Linked DNA regions of Mus musculus: all the other regions are linked to region 3. Evidence: chromatin contacts called from public Hi-C and HiChIP or PLAC-seq data. All regions are on one chromosome and are shown on one strand. Each heading gives the region's core, a stretch centred on a gene start, on an enhancer-like site or on the middle of the called end of the contact. The rest is flanking DNA. Distances are from core to core; before and after follow the strand shown. Region 1 has its middle 42 kb from the start of Gm22505. Region 2 holds the start of Hao2 (hydroxyacid oxidase 2). Region 3 holds the start of Tbx15 (T-box 15).

The links. Hi-C and Micro-C count contacts between places; a contact is called where the count stands out from the background. HiChIP or PLAC-seq counts read pairs in DNA pulled down with a chosen protein or histone mark.
Region 1: a contact with region 3 is called in an H3K4me3 HiChIP or PLAC-seq map of embryonic limb bud, with 5 times the contacts expected there. The contact joins the enhancer-like site here to the promoter of Tbx15 in region 3. A contact is called at or near these places in 1 of 484 Hi-C or Micro-C datasets (nephron progenitors) and 3 of 115 datasets of contacts at active chromatin or transcription factors (bone marrow-derived macrophages, embryonic forebrain and embryonic limb bud).
Region 2: a Hi-C map of embryonic fibroblasts shows a contact between it and region 3, with 6 times the contacts expected there. The contact joins the promoter of Hao2 here to the promoter of Tbx15 in region 3. A contact is called at or near these places in 2 of 484 Hi-C or Micro-C datasets (adipose-derived mesenchymal stem cells and embryonic fibroblasts) and 7 of 115 datasets of contacts at active chromatin or transcription factors (the NIH/3T3 cell line, craniofacial prominence, embryonic forebrain and 4 more).

Annotation. Positions count from the first base shown.
Region 1 is chr3:99,748,244-99,751,227 of GRCm38.p6, reverse strand. No RefSeq gene overlaps it. Among named protein-coding and RNA genes, the nearest start is that of Gm22505, 42 kb to the right of the region's middle. Within about 2 kb of position 1,262, at least 4 of the 459 cell types and tissues checked have an H3K27ac peak or open chromatin away from gene starts, as enhancers often do. A contact at or near this core is called in embryonic limb bud, where this site is marked.
Region 2 is chr3:98,891,853-98,894,667 of GRCm38.p6, reverse strand. It overlaps Hao2 (hydroxyacid oxidase 2), which reads left to right and starts at 1,438. Exons shown (of 9, transcript NM_019545.4): 1 at 1,438-1,515.
Region 3 is chr3:99,252,362-99,255,244 of GRCm38.p6, reverse strand. Tbx15 (T-box 15) reads right to left here and starts at 1,485. Exons shown (of 8, transcript NM_009323.2): 1 at 1,160-1,485. The coding sequence starts at 1,364.

The sequences.
Region 1 (2,984 bases), core at 13-2,512, 500 kb before region 3:
TAGTATCACTAGCAGCAACTGTGATGGGCACTAAGATGAGGTCTTGCTATCAAAGGGTAATGAATGGAATGAATGCATGCATAAAGTTGCTTTGCCTGGGGAATTTTAAACCATTAAAATTATTATATACACATACAGACACACAGTTACATATGTGAATATACATGAAAACAAACTATATGGCTTGCTTGTATGTTACATTTTAATTTGGGGCACTTTTTTTGAGTTGTTTACCAGAGTTTTCTACTCCCAGTTTCAAAACTTGTACTTCTAATTCCCACTTTAGGTCAAATTTGTAAGTCTTTTGTACTATAACTGACCATAAATGATTGGTCCATGAGTAGAGTATGCTTCTAGCAGGACCAATCCAACACTGAGAATTAAATACTATGGTGCAGTATAACAAAAGCTAATCTTACCCTATTCTTGAGCACATAGTAAGTATGTGATGCTCTCCCCTTCAAGGGCTTTCACCTTGGCACGAGCAAGGGGCCTTTAAACTTCTGCTCAAGAAAATCATTATCTCAAGAATCAATAGCTGCAATAGTAATAGGCCACTGAGATCAATGGGACTAGCTGTAATATTAATAAGCCAATGAGATCAATGGGATATTCATTACAAAAGCCCTTACTGAATCCCTACTGCATGTTAGTGACTGTTAAACAGTCAGTAGAAGGTAAACAAGGGATTCTCTCTCTCCCATCAGAGGCAGTCATGTTGAGAAATAATTATCACACAGAGGTAGACGCTAATCTAACATGAGTAGATGTTGTATGCAGAGCTATACAGCTCTACATAGATTTTCACTACTCTGCTTTTTGCTACTCCAAGGACTCTAGGTCTCATGTACACAACTGTAAACTAAGAAAAACATATTTAAAGACTTGGTGTCTTTTCTTCTCCTAGTTAGAAAAAAAAATGTTTTGTGAAAGTTGAAGTGTCATTCCATTACCGAGTTTGCCATGGTTCCACTTTGTGTTAAACGTTTCTTTTCCTCTCATTCCTTTTCAGTTAGTGAGAAGCAGTCGAGTAACTCTCCTGCGATTTTTACAGAATACCAGACTCTACAGCCTTCCAGACTTCAAGACCGCCCTTCGCTGGAATCTCAAAGAGGGTGGTCTCATCAACCAAGAGGACCCAGACTGGGAAATCCAGGGGTAACAGGGAGTGGCTTTTGGTCTCTGCACCCCATGTTTGCCGTTTTGCTGGAATATGAGCCTCAGTTAGGCAGCTGGGGCATGTGTGTTAGCAGGGGCGAAGGCTGGCACTGAAAGGAGTTACTTCCAGAGAGATCCTGTTTCCACCATAACCACTTTCCTAGGACTTATTCAGCACCCGGGCTCCGGGAAGATTTACGAGCTGCTTAAAACATTCATGTTTGCCTACTGCTGATCATTGGAAACGCAAGGGTGAGAACAGGATTGTTAGCAATCAGGGAGCTCTCTGTTCAGGTCCGCGGGCTCTGAACATCCTCTTATGTGTGGCTATGCCTGTTCACTCTCAGCTTCCCTTCAGGCATACATGAATTTATTTCCTCCCGGGCTTCATTTGAATTTGCCAAAGTTCAGCTTGTGTTCAAAAGCCTGGGGGAGTTAGAAATAGCCATATACGCTTTATTAAAACTCCCATTTGCAAAGACACCCAGTTTACAAGGCATTTGCTCAAATATTCTCACTTGATTTGGTCGTTGGATTATCTAGTCGTGCACCTACGGACCTTGTGATTTTTAGACATCGAACGTACAGATGCCAGGATCTGGGTCTTATGTTAGCATTTTAATGCACATTGCTTAATTTCTCTGGACCCTTGTTTAATTCTATATGGATTTATTTAATATTGTTGTCCCAAGCTCTGAAACTCAGTGCTGAATGTCAGCTGCTAACTTAAGGCATGGCATATATATATATATATATATATATATATATATATATATATATATATATACATATGAAGGCATTAGAGACAGTGATTTTTAAAGGTGAACTTCAAGGAACCCACATGTGTTTTTCTTTGCTGTTGATACACAGAGCCCAGAGATGAAAAACTCTGAAAAATAGATCCTGTACAGACTCAAAGTCAGATTATTCCTCTCACAAGTATTCTAGGCCATAGAAAGAAGAGTCCAAAGATAATTGCTCCTTGTATTCAAGGAGTGTTTATTCTTTGGATCTAGATCCCCTAGATGGGTTAGCTAGCATCCTTTCTTCATTCTCCACACATTAGGGGAGGATGAGTGTACAGATTTGGGTACTTCGTGGGTTTAGCTATACTCTGAACATGACAACCAACTGGTATTTGTACCTTGTTACTCTATAAATATGCAAATTCAGAGGCTTCAAACAATCTCATCTCTTCCTTCTCACACTCCATGTCACTCTTGTTTACAAACAAAACAGCCTACATTGGCAGAAACACTTATATTTTCTCCATCTCAGACATCTGATAAACACTGGGGATCTGGGACCTGTACTTCCGAAGTTTCTCCCCCTTACTTTGTTCATCAGTTTGTAGCGAGCACCAAAGAGCTTAGAGAAGAAAGTCCTCACCATTCCTTTTAAACTAATGAATTTGAGAATACTTACGTGTGAGACAAATAGTAATAACTTCAGTGAAAGAAGTTTCACAGCATCATGTTTGGGGTTCTCTTCTTTATGCTTTTCCTGGTGGCACTGTCAGAGCATCAAAGATATGAAGCAAGTATTCATCAAATTAAAGTAAATTGAATTTATCAAGTTGAAGTGCTCTGGAGGTTGTCATCGTTTTTCTCTTTATTGGCTCCCCAGCAAAATGAGCACGTGTAATAGGAGACTCAGACACCGTAGAAGAATAAAAGTCAAACAGTGGTGTGCATATCCCCACCAAGGGCTGCCTCCTGAACAGAAGATCCAGGGACACAGAAGACAGGAGTGGTTGGAGAGAAACAGCAGAGAGACTCAAAGAGAATTGACTCTCAAGACCCTGCTTCTTTTGCTGCCTGTGTTGT
Region 2 (2,815 bases), core at 189-2,688, 360 kb after region 3:
TCGTGCTCCCTGTTAAAAGGGAGCCGGGAGAGTCCATTATAGCGGTAACAGAGGGTAGGTGATCACATGATATCCATAGTCAGGAAGCAAAATGGTGGCTGCTCCTGCTCCCCAATTTTTCTTTTGTTTTGTTTTGCTTGTTCAGTCTGGTTTTATTCTGTTTTTGCTTTGCTTTGCTTTGCTTTGCTTTGCTTTGCTTTGCTTTGCTTTGCTTTGCTTTGCTTTGCTTTGCTTTGTTTGAACAGGGCTTTATGCTGTAGTTCATGAGGTCCTCAATCTCACTAAGTAGTTCAGGCTAGCCTTGAACTTTTGAAAATTCTGATGCCTTGGCCATTGGAATGCCTAGATTGCAAGCATGAGCCACTATATCAACTTGCTTTCTTTTTTATTAAGTCTGGGGTAACAGCCTGTGGGATGGTGCCCCACAACTTCCTGATGAGATCTGTTCAGCTCACTCAAACTCTAGAAATGCCCATACCCGTACACACTCAGAGGAGCACTGCCTAAGTGACCCCAAATCCCATCAAGCTGACAGTCAAGATTAACCCTCACACTGGTCATGGCTTTGAGCAGGTTAGCTTACCACATTCATTGTTCTGAAAAATGAGGGAAACATCTATCCATGTATCTCATGAGGCAATCAAAATATTTAATGGGATGTTTGTGGTGTATTGTAACCAATTAAAACGTCACATGCTGTTGCAATACAGAAACACCTGATAACAGCTGGTCTCTAAGAAGACAAGGGAGATTTGGGAAATTAATAAATTAGTCAGCTTGAATGAACTCTACAAGACTGTCTTGAGGAAATCAGTTCTCTCTCTCTCTCTTTCTCTCTCTCTCTCTCTCTCTCTCTCTCTCTCACACACACACACACACACACACACACACACATATACACACACACACAGTTCCATTTTGTTCTACAAGCTATCATCCTACTTTACTGAATCATGTTATCGTCAGAGACATTAATGTTTGCCTCCTGCATTAATTTGGTTGTCTAGTTCAGTATGTAGAGCTCCACAGTATTCTTATGCAGCCCTGTCCTGAGTCCCCACTATTTTCCTGCCCATGGCTTGGAAGCTATTATCTGCTCTACCCAGTTACCACACCCCAGGCAAATGTTCCTTTTCCCATTGCAGTATATTTTTTAACTCTCTACCTGAAATCACTTATATCCTACCATTAACCATAACTTCCCTTATGGAAAGTTAATAAGCAACTACTTTATTATTTAGAACTTTACTCTTATAACACAATTTCAGGATTTTCATACCTTGTAAAGATCTAGTTTTGGCAGCAAATATTGCAAAGCCATTCAAGTTTATGTCAAGGTTAACTTTAATCTGAACTGGTTATTTATTACTTCCTTGATAACTTTTTAACCAAAAGGTTAATGTTTATCCTTAAATATATTTTACTTCAGAGCCGAACGGTGGGCCTCTGTAGCAGGCTTTGCATGGCTACCTCTACATACTGCTATTGCTGGCTATTGGAAGACCTTAGTGTCAGGTTTGTCTTGGGGTATTTTCTATATGCTTGGAACTTGAGGAGAAGATGAAATAGTGGGTGAGATTTAGGGGAGTCATAGTGAGAGCTTGGCAAAGAAGGTTACATGGAGATAGGTGGCAGGGGTGGGCACATTTAAGCATTACCCAAGAAAGCTGTAGTATCAAAGAGTCTGCTGGCATAAAAAGTTCAGTCCAGGGAATTTAAACCTGGAGATAGCCGAATGTGTATGCATCCTTAGGGAAAACATTAGTCAAAATATGTTCTTTTAAAAGGTCCCTTCCCTTAAATGTGCTCATTACATGGAACATTGGCCATAAAAAGAATGTTGTGACAGGTCTACTTCTTATAAGTGAAGTAGTTAATATTTTTCAAAAAAGAGAATTTGTATCATTTATTTGGAGATACTCTGTTCTTTGGAAGCAGTTGTGAGTTCCCTTCAGTAGAAGGGCTTCTTGGGGTTGTGATCAGTTCCCACAGAAATCTGGGAAGGACTGAGAAGAAGATGAACCAAGACAGGGTGGTACTGTCATATAGATAGCCAATACTTGAGTGGAATAGATGGACCAGGAAACAGAATGAAAGGAGAAGGACCTTTCATGTTCTTCTACAACCTCCCAGAATGCACATCTCCTAAAGCCTTTACTGGGAACCACTCCGTCATTCTCAGTTTTACAGAATCCTTTAGTTCTTACAAGAACCCTGGGCTCGATAGTGATGTTGTGATTTTATAACTTAGTAGCAACTGGAACTTGTACAAATGATAACTGGGAATCATCTGAGGTCCCCTTTGAGAAGCAATGGGAACCATTTTTTCCATATTTCCAGTAGTTCTCCCTAGGAAAACACTCATGTTTAACTCTAAATTATACCAATAAACTGAGAATGAAATACTGAATCCCGTCTTCCAACTTTTACTGTATTTTAAAAGCTGAGCCTGAAAAACTTGCTTTTCACTTAACCTTCAGTATTTAGGGCAGTGCCTAGATATCATGTTAAAGCTAGTCACTGTTGTAAAATACACCCTAAAACATCAGTGGATTAACATAAAAATGTATATGTACAAATACATATTTGCTCATTTGTTCATATTTGTTTAAAATCATCTGGCCTATAAGGCTGCCCCTTTCCAAGTAGAGATTTGGAAATCCAAGCTGCCTTTATTTCATAGATATGGATTTTGGAAGATGAACTACCATGGCAGAACCACACTCAACCAGTTGGGCAGATTAGCCATATAAACCCATCTGTCTTTAAAAACTGGGAAATGTAAGTACACTGTAGCTGTCTTCAGACACACCAG
Region 3 (2,883 bases), core at 236-2,735:
CTAAACCCAAATTCCGTAACGGGCCGCAAGAACACGGAGAATTCATGAAACTCTGTCTCTGCAGGTCTCTGGCTAATCGAGTTATTATTAGCCTCGGGAGCGTGGAAACTGAACTGTCACTGCTGAAAGAGAAAATGTAAGCGACAGCTGTCCCTCTTCGGGCTTTGGCTAGCTTTCAGGCCAGGATCCTCAAGCTCCCGAGCCTACTGCTGCTCCCATTCCTGTGTGGGCGGCTGCCTGACTCTTCCCCCCCACCCCCAAGCCGTGTAGGACAAGGAGTCTAGTCCTGGATCCTAGCTGGTCCGCAGGGACACCTTCTGCAGGGCCTTAGAAATCTGGGCTGAAAATACTAGTTGTTGAAAATATTCTGAAGCCGCTAAACCGAGTTATGAGTGTAGTGTTTGTGAGCGTGCTTACAGGATTTTGACAACAGCTGTTCCCCCGGGCTGTTTTGCACTGTTGAAATCTTGGCACTAAATACAAAATGTGAAGCTGTTTTCTCCCTCTTAGGGTTCTGTTAAAATACACACATTGACATCCGCCTTGAGTTTTAAGTGTTTTGTGCATATTAATTATGTACAATATGGAGAGATCTAAGAAAATTAGTTGAAACGTGCACCCACCCAAATACTGAGATGTGGGCACGGATTAAAGACCTGGGTCTCAGGATACAGTGTCTATCTACTATGTCCCCAGTGAAATAGAAATAATTATACTCCACCATCTAAAACTTAGTTGAGAGAGAAACTAAAAGAGAAAACCGGAACATTTCCCATGGCTGCCTTATAGGCTTCGTCTGGCAGCACTCGGGGGCTCTCAGAAGCACGGAAGCAAGTCTCAGATCCACTGGGCTCTTTCTCCAGTGTCTTTGACTGAGCTCTTTCAAACCCAGGGACCCGCAGCCCTCAGTCTCTGACACAAGAGAAGGGGGATGGACGCAAGTAGGCCTTGAAATTGGCGATTAAAATGCAAGGCTCGGGCCAGGCCCCCAAATTGGTTCCGGCGAATTTAGGGAGGCTCAAGGTATTTATGCCAAGAAAAAGGAACCCCCGTCGGAGTGAGGCAGGGAGTCAGCAGGCAGGGCCTCCCTCCACTCGCGGGGATACCGGCTGGTGTTCCTTCTCCACCCGCCTCCCGTCGTCCGATCCGACACACTCACCCGGGTGGGGCTCCAGGCCGTGTGTCGCCGGGTCGTCTGTGTCTCCGAGTGGGCCTGCGGGACTCAGCGCCTCCATGGACAAGTCCAGCCCCTTCTCCTCCCAGTCTCGCAGTTTCCGCTTTTTATTTGAGCCGATCAAGGCTTCAACGGAGAAGGCATGTGCTCGGGAGCTCAGGGCGACTGCAGATCTTCTCCGTTCACTCATTTTAGCCGCCCGCACCCGGGTCTCCTCTAGCCCGCGCTACTGAGCTGGCAGCCCCGCGGCCGCACGCTCCGAGCGCCCGCCGACCCGGCCCTGGAGAGGCGGCGGCGCCGCGGCCGAAACTGGGGCGGCGGCTCCGCGGGTGATCTGCGCCCTCCCTCCGTGTCCTCCCCCGCCCTCGACCGCCGGATCAGACCGGTGCCCCCAGCTGCCCCAGCCTCTAGGAACTAGCGCGGGGAACGCCGCCCGCCCGTTGCATGGAGCACTGAGTCCAGCTCCCCACCCACCCGGGCAGGCGCTCACAAACTCTGCTGACTGAACTTCATCTTTTCTTTTTTTTTTTTCTTTTCTTTCTTTCTTTTTTTTTTTTTTTTTTAAATTCACTCCCTCTTCCTTTTTCTCCTCCCTCTCCCCCTTCCCCACTCGTTCTTCCCGTCCTTCCCTGATCCAAACTTCTGGGAAACTTTTCCCCCCTGAATTCCTCCCTTCCCGAGGAACAGGGGGTAGGCAGTGAGCTCCTGTCCGAGGGGTGAGGGAAAAGGGAGGGGGAGCAGAAAAAGGCAGAGGGGAGGAAAGCCAGCCCCCAGCCAATGGCAAGAAAGGAACAAGAGAAAGCCCGAGAGCTCGGGCCAATGGGGAGAAGGGAGAGACTGAGGCTCGGGCCAAGGCTGTGCGCTGGCCATCCCCAGGATGCTTCTCTGCCAACTTTAACCCCTGGCTTCCCGGCACCCGACTTGTTTCTCTGTAGGAGGAGGGCAGTCGGGACAGCTCAAAGTCAAAATCTGATCTTCGCCCTTATAGACTCTACAAGTCCAAATACGAATCCATACAGTTTCCTTCCAAACTCTCAGGATCTAATAGAGCTAGCTATCATACTCAGTTCAGATGCAGATCTGGGAAGCTGATGCTGTGACAAAATGCTAACCTGTCCCTCTCCTCAAAAAAAAAAAAAAAAAAAAAAAAAAAAAGGCAGAAGATATTTCTGATCATATCACCCATGCCCCCAGGGGCTTTGAGATCTGCCCAAATTTCTCTACGCAGGTTTCTACTGTGTTCCAGATCAATGACTTTCTAAGCGGGTCCGGTTAAGGCAAAACGAAACAACAACAACAAAAAATTTTCCTGCTGCCATTCGGCCTTATAACTGAACATTTCAGGACTTCACGCTCCTTGTTCTACCTGATGGAGGGAGGAGACAGACACGCTGAGAGTTAAGAGACCTGCATGGGCCGCTTAGCTTGCCTCGGGGTCTGCAAACTTACCCTGCTAGACTGGGCCCCTGCACCACACAAATAGTAACTTTCATAGCGCAGCAGACTCTGAGCTGCGCTTCGCCTATCCCGGGCTCTTATTCCAAAGAACCCACAGCGGGTGCCGGGGTTGGGGGTGGGGGGGAGATAGATAAGACTTCTGATAGCTGGGAAGGAACTTTTTCAAAATTTCTTCAAATCCCCTCATCTCCAGAACTTGGCTCTCATCTCTTACTAATGATCTCCCTTTGCTCCCACGCCTCACTTTTAAA